Regions from separate parts of the Zea mays genome. Here regions 1 and 3 are each linked to region 2. Evidence: chromatin contacts called from public Hi-C data. All regions are on one chromosome and are shown on one strand. Each heading gives the region's core, a stretch centred on a gene start, on an enhancer-like site or on the middle of the called end of the contact. The rest is flanking DNA. Distances are from core to core; before and after follow the strand shown. Region 1 holds the start of LOC100192838. Region 2 holds the start of LOC100304295. Region 3 holds the start of LOC103636078 (Extra-large G-protein-like).

Region 1 (4,477 bases), core at 1,729-4,228, 220 kb after region 2:
CTCCAAGGATCCTTGTAGGGAGGAACATAGTTTTCTGTACCGGGGAGAAGGCGAAAGGATGCCACGGTCTTTTGTAGAAAGGGCCCCATCTGTGTTGCAAAAGTTAAATATTGGTTAGAAGCTGATATATAAACATATTAGTATAACAAATACATGTTCCTCCTCTAAATGAAGTCATAAAATGAAATCAAACACTGAAGAATATTTCTTTGCTGAAGTGGTAGTATGCAACAACGGGACATAGGAGACATACAGATTCCCACTGTTTGCTAAGAGTGGAAGCATTCAGTGAGTACAGGTACCCTATTAAAATAAGAAGTGGTTAGTGAACAAAGAAATACTTCAAATGTAAGGGAGTGAATGGTCGATGATAAAAACTGGAAAGATGAAGTAATACCATCACGCTCAGCAGTGCAGGCTACATTGTGCCGAAACAAATTTGGTTCTGGTGCCTAATGAAACAAAGAGTGTCATTAAGAACATCTAAGCTGCCTTATGCACTACTTGGCCATCAAATAGTTAATACAATGCATCATGAAGTTTAGTCTAAGCATATGTTTCTCTTTGACACTCTTCATATAAGTATATTTGTTGTCAAATGTATATGTGCCAGGAAACTTACAGATTTTGTTGGTGATTTCCGAACAAGATACTCATAATACCAGTATGGTTCTCCATCAACCTACAAATAATTTTCGATATGTACTGGCGCATGTCAACTTCCAAAACGCGGAAGTACTCTTAAAGGATGATAGAAATGGTCAGAGCTTACCTCTGCAACGTGTGCGTCAAGGACAGAACTCTCTGTCATGCGCTGGCCAGTTGTCACCTTCTACAAGGTGATAAAGGTCGTTTGTAGAATCAATATGTCAAATATCGACATTAAAATTTCATTCAAGGATCTTAAAACCTTTTTCAGTTTATCAACAACCGACAATGTGCATGTTTCTTATAAAACACTAAAGCTCATCTAAGTTTAAATTTATGCTTGATTGAATTTAGCTTTCTAGATGTATTAGCTGCTTAGTGCATAACAGAGAGTTCTATCATGCTTATCCTTGCTTCACTCCATGAGACATTGTGCATGTTTCTTATGAAACACAGAGAGATAATAACTAAGGAACATAATAAGAACTTAAAATTCTGCATTTATTTGCTTTCTGGTGTATCCGATAAACTACTTGGATTTTAGTCCTTTTATTAATTTATACAGTTTGTCGTACACAATTTAGCTTAAGGAATGCAAGAAATAACATATTTAAAAGAAAGCCCAAAACACAAGTATGTACCATGGTAGATCTATCAGATAAAATGCAATCAGCAACATCTTTTGGATCCCACGAGCTCTTGTCTTTTGAAGGCAAAAAACGTGAATTCGGTGGCCCAATCTGCACCCAAAAAATTATGGATGTTACTGCGTATAATCAAATTTGTTTTTCAGAGTTTCAATTAATGTATTTCCCATCCAGATAATCAAGCCACATAACAATTTTCACCGAAAACGAAATATTTAGTCACAGACAGCAATTTGCAAAAAAAAAAAAAACAGAAACTTAAATATTAAAACATGACATTGGGTTAGTACAACCCAACAAATTGCAGATTTATGCATTTCCTAGTATCATAGAGTATTTGAGAAGTTACCGAGACCGAGATGACAACATTGTGTATCATGTCAACTCGCTCTGATACGATACGTTGCCTTGCATCAGCTGCATAGAGACCTAGTCAGCTTGCGCCATTACGAAATATATGGATATTCCAAAAAGTGTAACTGTGGAAGTCCTTGTGCTCAATAATCTAGTTCATTCGTGTGAACAAAGTAATAAGACCATTCCTTATCATTGTTATGCCAGAAGCTACTCACGCGATAGTGGCGCTGCAGAGGAATATCGCTCTGGTTTTCTGGACTCTACCCTAGGAACAGAATAATAGGATAGTAATTTGTAAGCGAAAAGTTTTATCCTAGTGCCCATGAGAAGGCAATAAGTACGCAAAAAACAGGTTAAGACTGAAAAAGAGTAGATTGGACAAAATATTGTAGTGCAGGGAACTGAAATACCATTTGAAGGTAAATTTCTTCCCTGGCAGTTCCACCGGGTAAAGAAAAGAGTATGCATTGATCTCATCAATTTGTGTGTTCATCTTCACGTCTTCATCAGTCTCCATGACAGCATATGCTTCTACAGAATCGTTGCGAGCAAAGCACTTGTGATCATTCAAGAATTGGTCTTTCAAGAAAAGAACTGTCAAAGAATGGCCTCTCGGGAGAATGAGAGAGTTATAAATAGAAAACAGGAGATCCAATAGATAAATGTGTAGCACATTATGCACAATCATAAAAACAGTACATGTCATGGACTTACTCTAAATTTTGCAATCACATGCCTCAAAACTGACACGTCTGACAAATTCAGTGTGTGGAAATTAGCAGAAAGTAGAAATGCTAATTCTTCCGTCCACAAGACCCGAACCGAGTGAATGAACCATGAGAAGTAGAGAGACATCCCATGAACACTACCTGAAATGGGGAGCATGATTGCGAAAGAAGACACGAGCCCGGACATGAGAAGGCGCCTCCTCTCCACCTCCAACCCGCGGTTCCTAGCGGCAGGCTCGCGAGAGCACGAAGCGAGCACAAAGGCCCTCCTCCTCGGTGGCAGAACACGCGCTGCCCCAGCGTGGAGTGGTCCCCTGCTCCTGCGCAATCCCCAGGAACCAAAATCAGGAGCGCAGTCAAGGAGGGTGGGTGTTCTGTGCACAGTAACACGAATAGGCGGCGAGCAGGGAATCGTGTAAGCGGCAGAGGGAGTGCGTGCCTGGGGCGGAACGGGGACTGAGATGTGGGGCTCGGGAGAGTGTGCGGAGAGGAGAGGAGAGCCCCCGCCATGGCTCGCCGGCGTCAAGACCCCTCGTCCCTTCCTACGTCCACTCGGGCTAGACCGAAGGACGGGGAAGCAGAGTGTTCTATCCAAACCTTTTGTTGCGTCTTGCGTGAGAGCAAAAGATCTCCATGTTCTATTGGCGTGTAAAAATACGGTCATGATAGATAGGCTAAAATATAAGACACATAATTGTTGGTAATATTGTTTAACAATAATTATAATGTAGAGTTTAAAATAGAATAAGAGATCTACTGGAAATAGCTTAAAAGCATCTCCAAAAGCTCTCCTAAGATCTCCCTTTTTTAGAAAAAAAACATAAAAACTTAGAACATCTCTAATAGCTCCCAATATTTATTCTTCTAAAATATTGTTATATTGAATTCTTTCCAAAACTCTAAATACCCCAAAAAAATGTACACAACTCTAATAACTCTTTATTTTGTCTCAAAAATAGTCCACCTAGCTTGTTGAGTGTATCTCTACAGCTGGTCATCAGAGACCAAATTGGGTTAACTCAACTAATTATCTCCTTAATCGGGCCCTTTATTGGGACTGTCCATGCTAACCTCGGTTGGAGCCCCCGGTCACATGACGCTATATAAAGGATCAAGGGTCGTAGGAAAAGCCAACGTTAGTATCTCGCCCAGAAACCCTAATCCACAGAGGTCCCATCGCTTAGGCATCGGAGTGACTGGAAGCGCGACAACCAAGGGAGGCTCGGATTTCGGTGCATATTGTTCCTCTACAGGAGCAATGGAGGTGACACCGAAAGCAGCGACCATGCTCCACAACTACCTCGCTAGGACGCGTCAACACAACAACAACGAAGGTATATTTCCTTATTCCTCTCAGTAGAACAGATCTACTCGTCATCGAGGTTTACTAGTTACTGATTGGTATTATAGGGGCTTAGGAATCGATCATAGGCACCATAGAATCTAACAACGGTATCAGAGCCACCCTAAGACCCCTAGGTTTCCTAATCCGCTTTTGATTTTGAGATCACAGAAAGGTCTCGGGTCAAAGTGATTAGACTCAGTTTCTTCATTTCTATCACCCCGAGAACAGAGATTAGATCAAAGTGATAAAGTTGAGATTAGATCAAAGAGAGAAAGTCAAGAAGTAAGAATAGATATCGGGTTAGGTTTTCTAACCCTGTTTCAGCCATATCGAGGACCCAGAGGGTCTCATGGCTCAAACTAGTAAACTGACAGATCAGTGAACTCGACATCTAAGGGTTAGGGTTACCTAACCCTAGTTCATCTAGATCAGGTCACAGTGATCGCGTTCAAGGGCTCAAGGCTGTTGGATTCGAGTTAAGCAAACAGAATAAGATAACACCAGGAACAGATTAGAGATAGAAAACCCTAACTATTTCCCCAAATAAAAATGCATACAAACCATCACAAAAATAACGCAGGGACCTAGATCTACGCATTTATCAACTCAAAACTCGATCCTAAATAATACATTAGATACATTCCATACAATCATACACACACAGTATGGGAATCGATTAAAGAGAACTAGATCCGGGTGTATAGAAGTCACAGAGAAACGGTCAAGAGGCTGACAGTTCACCTCACGACCAC
Region 2 (4,234 bases), core at 1,530-4,029:
GTGTTGAGGCACGGGTGGGCGCGGAGCACGCCGTTGAGGCGCTTGAGCAGCGCGATGGCCTGGCCCGGGTAGCGGCACGAGAAGGCCCTGGGCACGATGTCACGGTGCATGGCCACGGACCGGACGTGCGCCTCGCCGACGCCCAGCGCCTCCAGGACGCGGTTCCCGCCGCAGAACACGGACGGCGCCCCGAAGGTGACCACCGGGTGCAGCGCCTCGGGCGTCACCACGCCGCGCGCCAGCAGCATCAGGCTGACCAGCACCGCGAGGCTGCCGCCGAGCGAGTGGCCCGTGAGCCGCAGCCGCGGCGCGCGCCCCGCGCGCGCCCTCCGCAGGTGCGCCTCGACCTCCGGCACCACCTGCTCGTAGATGCCCTTGGCCGCCTCGTAGATGCCCCGGTGCACCAGCACGCCCGTGCCCTCGAACTCGGTGGGCTCGAACAGGAGGTTGGCCTGCCACGACGCCAGCGAGTCGGAGCCCTGGATGACGAGGCACCGCGTCCGCGCGTCCGCCTCGTCGCACACGAACCACTCGCACGGCGACGACAGCGGCGAGCGCAGGTCGCGCGCCGCCTCCTGGCGCGCCTCGTCCTCGGCGGCCACCACCGCCGTCACCGTCGACGCGGCCATGTACGCGGCCACGCCCGAGTTGTACAGCCTGCCGTGGCCGGCCTGCAGCTGCGCCTGCGGCGTTCCGAACGAGAGCAGGCCGCGGGCGCGCGCGCGGACGTAGTTCGCGGCCGACGCGGCCACCTCGTAGGCCAGGTGCGGTCGTATGGGCCGGCGCGGCTGCGGGCCGGAGGCCACCTCGTACGCCGGCGCGGTGCGCGGCCGCGTGGAGTCCGCGTCCAGCTTGGCGCTTATGATGCCGGCCTCCGCCTTCTTCTCCAGAGACGACGTCACGAACCGCAACCCGTAGTGCTTCTTCAGCTCCTCGACCTGAAACCAAACCAATCGGCACTCTTCAGATCAGATGCTCCTACGTCGCATTTCATACCCGTTATTATCAACTGACCCGATGCATTATTCACGATAATAACAATTACGTGCAGATTTCTCTCCATAACAATTCCTAGTCTCGGAGGGTACATACAAACCTACTAGCAGCTAACGGCAAAAACAGCCACACAATTATTGAATGATGATCACAACTCACAAGTATTAATAGTAGGAGACATTGGGCGCGCAAGTTGTTCTTGGTGGGGCTCGGTCAATTACACGGGTGTTGCACCTAATATGTGTGCGACAGGACAGATCGGAGGCCATCGTTTCGAGCGAGCAGCAATGGGGCTGCTGCAAGGCGAGTTTTAAAGCCAAGGTGTCAGCCATTAATGGCGGTTCCTCCGGGTAAGCCCCACTAAAAATTCTTACAAAAAATATGAGTGCCAGTGGGTGTCCCCATGGACCACCAGGCCAGTCCCAGCCTGTAGTCGCGAGGATCTCCTTCCCTGCGCAGGACGAGCGGCCAGATCAGACGATCTCGGCCGTCGGGTCCCGAATGGACGGCCCAGGGTTTATCATTTCGACGCTATATTTAATAACTGTGCGGTTTTCGCGCGATGGGTTCACCTTGATCTCGGGGATGACGTAAGCCATGTTGCAGAGGAAGGCCAGCTGCGCGAACAGCCGCGCGTCTCCGAGCGGGGCCCTTGCCAGCAGCTTGGCGAAGGAGTGGCGGTCCCACCTGGCATCCTCCTCCTCGTCGTCGTAGCTCACGCCGCACCCGCCGTCGTGGTGGTCAGCGTCGAGGCGGTAGAGGTCGTCGTCGTCGTCGTCGAGTACGTCGCGCTTGGTCGGGTCGTGGAAGCGGGAGCGGAGCTCGAGGAGGCGGCCGAGCCAGTGCGCCTCGGGCCTCCGGGCGGGCGGCATTTCCGGCCCAGGCTCCTCCGGCGGGTCGTCGTCGGCGACGGTGAGCAGCCGGGAGCCGTCGGCGCCGCCGTCGGGCAGCGGCGGCGGGCGCAGCGGCGCCGCGCCGAGCTGGAACGGGAACACGCCGATGGAGCGGCTGGTGGTGAGCGCGGCGCCCGCGCGGCGCGGGCAGCGGAGGTGCGGCTCGGAGCGCGAGCGCCGGATGCCGGCGTGCATGGCCGCCGCCGGCGCCGCCGTGCCCGCGGCAGCGACGGTCGCCGCCGCCATGTCAGCGTGGCGTCCTCTCGCTCGCGATCTCGGAGGCGTGGGGAGGGCGAGAGGGAGGTTAATCCGGGGCGGGCAGCTGCGCTCCGCCCGCGCGGTGGAGACGTTTGGGCGGTTGGTGGTTAGCCTGTTGGTGGCGACGACGGACGACCAGCTAGCTACAGAGACGGCGGGCTCGGTTAGTCAGCCCGGAGCGGAGCGGAGCAGATCTGGTTAGAGCACTGGGCAATTCTGCAAATGGCGATGCGAGGGCTTTAAAGAGCACACACAGTTGGGGCAGGGCAGGTCGGCCGCGGCGCGCGCGGTGGTGGTGGAAACCGAAGGTGCCGGGGCAAGAGCAAGAACGAGAAGCCGGAGACGGCACGACAGCGCGAGGACTGGTGAAGTGGGCAGATGACCGCGCTTGCCTCCGCCACGGCAGCGCGGAGTAGTAGCAAGCTCTGTGATGAGACTGGAGGGGTATTTCCGGGAACAGCGAACGCCAGTAGGTCACTCGAGTAAAAGTAAGCGCTGGTGTACGCACGCACGCGGCCACGCGGGGTCGGGTCGCGGGAGGGCGGCCGAAACGGGAGAGAAGAAAACATCAATCACGGTCAGTCAGTCAGTCACAGCAAGGTCGTCCGGCATCGGTGTCTCCGCCACCGGCGTGGCAACGAAAAGAAAGCGAGGAAGCAGCGGAGGCGCACTGGAAGAATATGCTCGGCGTGGCTCGGTTTCGGCGCCCGCGGACATGGTACGTGCCAAACGCCCGGTGTTGCTTTCCGAGCTAGAGCGGAATTCCTACTACTACTCATCATAAACAGCTAGGGGATCGAACTCCGGCGTCCGGTTTCGCGTAAATATATAATCGCCGACAGTTACTCCAAACAAAACACCCGTTCTATTATATTTGTTGTCTGTTACCGCCACCGAACTCCAGCCAGCCCGGCGCGGCGCGGGCTGTTCGTGTCGTCCGGACAAAGAGCTTCGGATCGGCGGCAGGCAGGAGGTACCCTGCTTTATTTTTCCGAGATTATATTCTGATGAGCGGACAGAGAATATACGAATCGGTCCGGCTTTTCTGCAGGCGTCGGATACGCCGTCCCTCGCTCGCGTGGACGCCAACGCTGAGGTAAAGATCGTCACGCACGCACGCACGAACTATACGTGCGCGTCGGGGCAGATCTAGTGACGGCGGCGACCGATTCATCAGCCGACAGCGACCACGGGTTGTATTAGATTAATTGGCCATCGCCCATCGGTTAGAGTATTAATATTATTATTATGCAGTGCAAAGGGCTTGATCGTACATTGGAGAACTGCTATTGTTGTGTGCGTGTATATGTATAATAAATTCCCACTGGTAATCGCGAGGAGGAGAGCCATCTTGTCAGCTTGCTGCCTGCCCTACTGACCGCTGATTGGCTTTAGGCCCTGTTTGTTTCAACTTATAGATTATATAATCTAGATTATAATTTAGATTATATAATCTAGATTATTTGCTCTGAATTAAATAAGCTAGGTGCTGCTGTTTGTTAGCTCAGATTATTTGGACTCGGCTTATTATTCATATGCATACAAATACAATAATACCCTTGATTGTTTTAATTGTCTGGTGGGTGAGAACGTTTATGGATAGGTGAATGACAATTGGAAGTAATTTTAATCAACTTGTCATAGGTAGTGGGTCTTTCATAAAAAATAAGCTGAAATAAGCACTCTTTGATGAGCTTATAGGATTATCATAATCTCAAGTGCTAGATTATATAATCTTATCAGATAAGTTGCTTGTTTGTTTCCTCACTAGCTTATTTACATTGGATTATATAATCTATATAGATTATAATCTCAAACAAACAGGGCCTTAGTATTGGTTAGCTATCAGTAGGTATTAATCCCGGCACATGCATGGGTCCGGAATCTTATTATTACATGCCGTCGTCCGCTCCAAATGTCGATCTGGGCCGGCTGTCGCGCATCCTTGATCGCCGCTACTACGCCTAGTCGCCTACGCACATGCGCGAATGCAGCATGCGTCGCGCGGTGGCGGAAGCTGGAGAGTGCATGCAGAGCGCAGGGAGGCAGGCAGGCAAGCATGGGGAGTGCCCGGCCGCGCCAGCCGC
Region 3 (4,228 bases), core at 433-2,932, 210 kb before region 2:
GTCTTGTGACTACACATTCGTTAAGAAAGGAAAAACATGTAACGTAAAAGCATAGGAGACATGAGACCGCGGTTACAAGCAGCAGGTTTAAACAGTTTGATTTTTTTAAAAAAAGGTTTCGGTAAACGAAAACTGAACCAAAAATCTCGCCGGATTTCAAATTACTTGACTGGGATGAATTTTCAAATTTGGGAATCAAAATTCGGATTTCTCAGAACAAAAAAACTATGTCCTTTCAGCGAAATTCATTTTTTACTTAAAAATATTAATTAAAAAACCAAAATTCTGATCATATTCCTCTCAGAAAAAATATAGTTTTTTTTTTCAAATCTATAAAAGTTAAAACGAAATTTACTGAAACCGGAGCGAAAAAAAACTTTTCTCGGTCTTCACCGAAAACGAAAAAAAACACCGAGGAATTTAGCGGAGAAATTTAGCCCCTGAGGGCTGATTTGGTGATCGGGAATCCCGAGGGGATCCATGGGGAAAAATTTCCTTGCTATTCAAAATTGAATTGCGAGGGGATTTCTCCCCATGGATCTCCTCGGGATCCCCGATCACCAAATCAGTTCTGATTGTACGACACTTGTATTAATGCCACCTACAAAACTCGGCGTTCAGTAAAACAGTGCGGGCTAGTTTGGAAACCACAATTTCCCAAGAGGTTTCTATTTTTCAATGGGAAAATAAACTAATTTCTCTTGGTAAAATAGAAATCTTATGAGAAATTGAGGTTCCCAAGCTAGCTCTACGAGTGCGTGTGCACGAAAAAAACAGTGGCACAGCTACAAATAAATGGCCACGGTACAGGCTCCACACGCATGCACATGTGCAGCTAGGTCTCCCCGTGAGGCCGTGGCACAGGGCGTGCGGTCCAATGGAACACGTTGGCTACACTGCTCGCTTTAAATGGCAACACTATTTAGTTGAATCAAGGACGATCTGATTGAAAAATGAAAAAAAGGCTTTAAACTCAAGAGGAATGCAATGCACTATCCTCCGATGTTCAGTACGTACGTACGTACGTGTAATTCTTCGGATCGATTTTCAGTCATTTTCTCACATTAATTAACATGTGTGTTTTTACTACTGCTGTGAAAATGTGAGCAAGGGCCTCAGGTCTGGCACACATGCATCGTACACACAGATAAACTACAAACACACTTCCAGTATAAAACCTATCTAAATGTCTACCTACACAACTCGCTCACATAAATTCTCTAAAATTTAGTGTAGAGGAGGCTTTAGAAGATATACACATGCTCAAGTCCTTTTCGTTGGTAACCATATTCCCCTCCTCCAAGCAACCCTATTTAATTCCGACCCCGGTTGCGACGTCTACGTTAACAACGACTCGAGAGAACTGCAAGCTACACCGAACTAATGACCGTACCACACTACAGGCTAATGTCCTGTGTTTATAGGACAGGCAAGTCGTTGACAAATAAAATAATAGTGCTGTCCTGCCACCATTTTCTTAGTGTTTTTTTTGCTCGCGGCGATGTAAATGTTTAGGCGAGACGGAGAATGGAAGTCTCGGAGGAGACGGGAAACCGAAGCCGGCGTGTGCTACCCTGTGCGCCGGTGGCCCGCGTCTTTGACCCCTCACGTCAGCTTCGCAGCCAGATCGTTCCAAAAGGCGGGCCACATCCCCACGTAACTCGGCGGCGCCCTCCCTGGCCCGAAGCCCCGAACCAAGGTCCCTGAGGATTCACCCGCAGCTATATAAAAATGTTCTTTCACTTGGCTCCCTCGTCGTGTCCGTGGCAACGCAGACACTGCCGCCGCTCCCAGAGTTTACTCTCTACTCCTACTCTGCTCTCTCTCTCTCTCTCTCTCTCTCTCTCTCTCTCTCTCTCTCTCTCTCTCATGGCGTACTCCTCGAGCTGCGGGACGAAACCCTAATGGAGAACCGGAGCCGCCGCCACGCCCCCGCGCCGCAGCGAGCTCCGTCTCAAGGTAAGCGCCGTTCCGCACCCCCCGCCTCTCTCTCTCTCTCTCTCTCTCTCTCTCTCTCTCTCCCGTAGGAAACCGACAGATCTTACTCCATTCCCCACCGCCCCCTCGGGACCCCTCTGATCTGCTCGTTCACCGCTCCACCTCCCCTAAAACTTTGGCTCCGCGTCGCGCAACTCCGTGCAGGATAACGCCAGTGCTTGCCGATCCGGTGGGAGAAAGCGGGAGCGCGGAGCGGCCTCGCCGCCCCCGCCATGGGGAGTGATCTCAAGGAGATGAAGTACAGGCGGAGGATCGGGGCGGAGGAGCGGCCGCAATGCAGCGACCGGAGGGGCGGCGCGGGCTGGGCCGCGCTGCAGCAGGACCCCGTCGAGCTGCTGCGCAAGCTGGACGAGCTGAGGGACCAGATCGCGCGCTCCTGCAACGTCGTCGCCCAGCGGCGGGAGCCCCGCAGGGCCAGCCGCCGCGCGGTCTCCATGCTCCCCGCCGAGCATCTGGAGGAGCCACCGCCTCTGCCGGGGTACCACCGCTCCCGCCATGGCGGGCGGTTTGGGCCGGGCTTGCCGCCTCCAGGCCCATACGCACCGCCGCGCCCTGAACATGGGGAAAGGTATGTGAGGCAGTCTAGCGGGCACTACCGCCAGTACCCTGGGAGGCAGTGGGAGAACGGTGGGATGGGGCCTGGGAGCTTCCATCACTACGGGTGTGCCTGTCCACACTGTCTGCATGGGCAGAGGACTTCGCCGCAAGAGGAGAACATCCCGATGGCGAGGTACTTCGCCAGGCAGCATGAATCGTACCGGTTCGAGAGGTCACCATCTGTTTCATCCGATTATGATCGGAGGTCTGTGGCGTCATCACTTTACTCGCACCGGTCTGTATCGAAGAGGAGAGCAGAGTACTTCAGGAAGAAGGCGGAACATATCTGCCGTCCAGTGGATGGTGCTGCACCTTTCTCTGTGTGCAGTTCATGTTATAAACTACTGCAGATGCCTACAGAAAAATGCATAGGGCGGAAGCAGAACCGATTTCAATGCGGGTCTTGTTGTCAGATAGTTAGTCTGAAGCATGATGAAGAAAATGGTATTCCCTTTGCACCGTCATTATCCTTATATGCGCCTGAAACAGAGCAAAGCTCAAGTGACCAGATGAGGCGAGATACTGTCCATCAACATCATGAGGATTTTAATTCTATGTTCTACAATTCAAATGATCATAGCAACATGCAAAACAACATGGATTCCACTGATGATAATTCACTTTCTTCGACCATGAGTAATGACAGGATTGGCAAAGATTGTGGTTCAACTAGAAGCATTCAGTCAAAAGCTGAGGATCTCCCTTTCTCTCCAAGTAGGTCTGTAGACAATGGAAGCCCAAAGGATATATTGTGCGAGAGGGACACAGACTGCAAGGTGGAGCCTTCTGTAGGTGGTCCAGTTAGCCCACGGTCTCCAGCTTTAGAGGACAAACTTGTTGACCCATTGTGTGCCCAAGAAAAATGTAACGACGAGGATGATCAAGGCATGGCCATGGCTTACAAATCAGACCTAACTTGCAAAGGAGAATATGATGTTAATGATCAGTATGATGGGGGCATTAGTACAAGAAGCAAACAGGAGAGCAATGAAGATGACAAAGATGCCACTGAAGATGAAATCTCATGCAGAAGTTATGAACAGAAGAGCAAGGAAGATAACTCATGCAACATTGAAGATAGTAGCAAAACATATGAGCAGAATAGTGGAGAAGATGACACTAGTAGTCTAGTAAATGGAAGTGAAAAGTACCAGTGTATGAATATTAAAGATGAAGATAGCAGCCCCGGAGGCGAGGACACATGCAATAAATATGAGTCAAAGGTAAAAAGAGATGAAAATTATGTTCTTGGAGCTGAGAGCATTAGAAAAAACTGTGATGAAAATAATGCAGATGTCATGGAAACTGGAAGCATAAGTGAGAGACATGATGGGCTGAAAATCGAAGAAGATAATGAGAAATTGCAGCAGCCATTTATTGAAGATGCCAATTCTCAAACAGGGAGTGGTTCATCAGTTAATGAGCGGACAAATTCTGGGTTTTCTCGTGGTTCATCAGAGGCTGGGTTGGATGAAGATCAGTCCTCTACCGGTAAGAGTGGGGATTCATCATTTTTTGCTGGTTTTCTGAAGAAGGGTTTTAAGGACCTTTCTTTATTAAATAAGTCCATGGACAATGTTAAGGTTTCAATTAATGGTCATCCAATCTCTGAAAAAGCCCTTAAGAAGGCAGA

The links. A called contact is a pair of places that touch in the nucleus more often than the background predicts.
Region 1: a Hi-C map of tassel shows a contact between it and region 2, with 3 times the contacts expected there. The contact joins the promoter of LOC100192838 here to the promoter of LOC100304295 in region 2. A contact is called at or near these places in 2 of 25 Hi-C or Micro-C datasets (leaf and tassel).
Region 3: a Hi-C map of endosperm shows a contact between it and region 2, with 1.8 times the contacts expected there. The contact joins the promoter of LOC103636078 here to the promoter of LOC100304295 in region 2. A contact is called at or near these places in 3 of 25 Hi-C or Micro-C datasets (ear, endosperm and tassel).

The regions. Positions count from the first base shown.
Region 1 is chr8:147,989,814-147,994,290 of Zm-B73-REFERENCE-NAM-5.0, reverse strand. It overlaps LOC100192838, which reads right to left and starts at 2,978. Exons shown (of 11, transcript NM_001138029.1): 1 at 2,820-2,978; 2 at 2,522-2,700; 3 at 2,063-2,183; 4 at 1,868-1,917; 5 at 1,645-1,712; 6 at 1,290-1,388; 7 at 773-832; 8 at 623-682; 9 at 398-452; 10 at 254-303; 11 at 1-89. The coding sequence starts at 2,890.
Region 2 is chr8:148,205,123-148,209,356 of Zm-B73-REFERENCE-NAM-5.0, reverse strand. It overlaps LOC100304295, which reads right to left and starts at 2,779. Exons shown (of 2, transcript NM_001361278.1): 1 at 1,569-2,779; 2 at 1-938. The coding sequence starts at 2,135.
Region 3 is chr8:148,409,723-148,413,950 of Zm-B73-REFERENCE-NAM-5.0, reverse strand. It overlaps LOC103636078 (Extra-large G-protein-like), which reads left to right and starts at 1,682. Exons shown (of 5, transcript XM_008658433.4): 1 at 1,682-1,959; 2 at 2,143-4,228. The coding sequence starts at 2,211.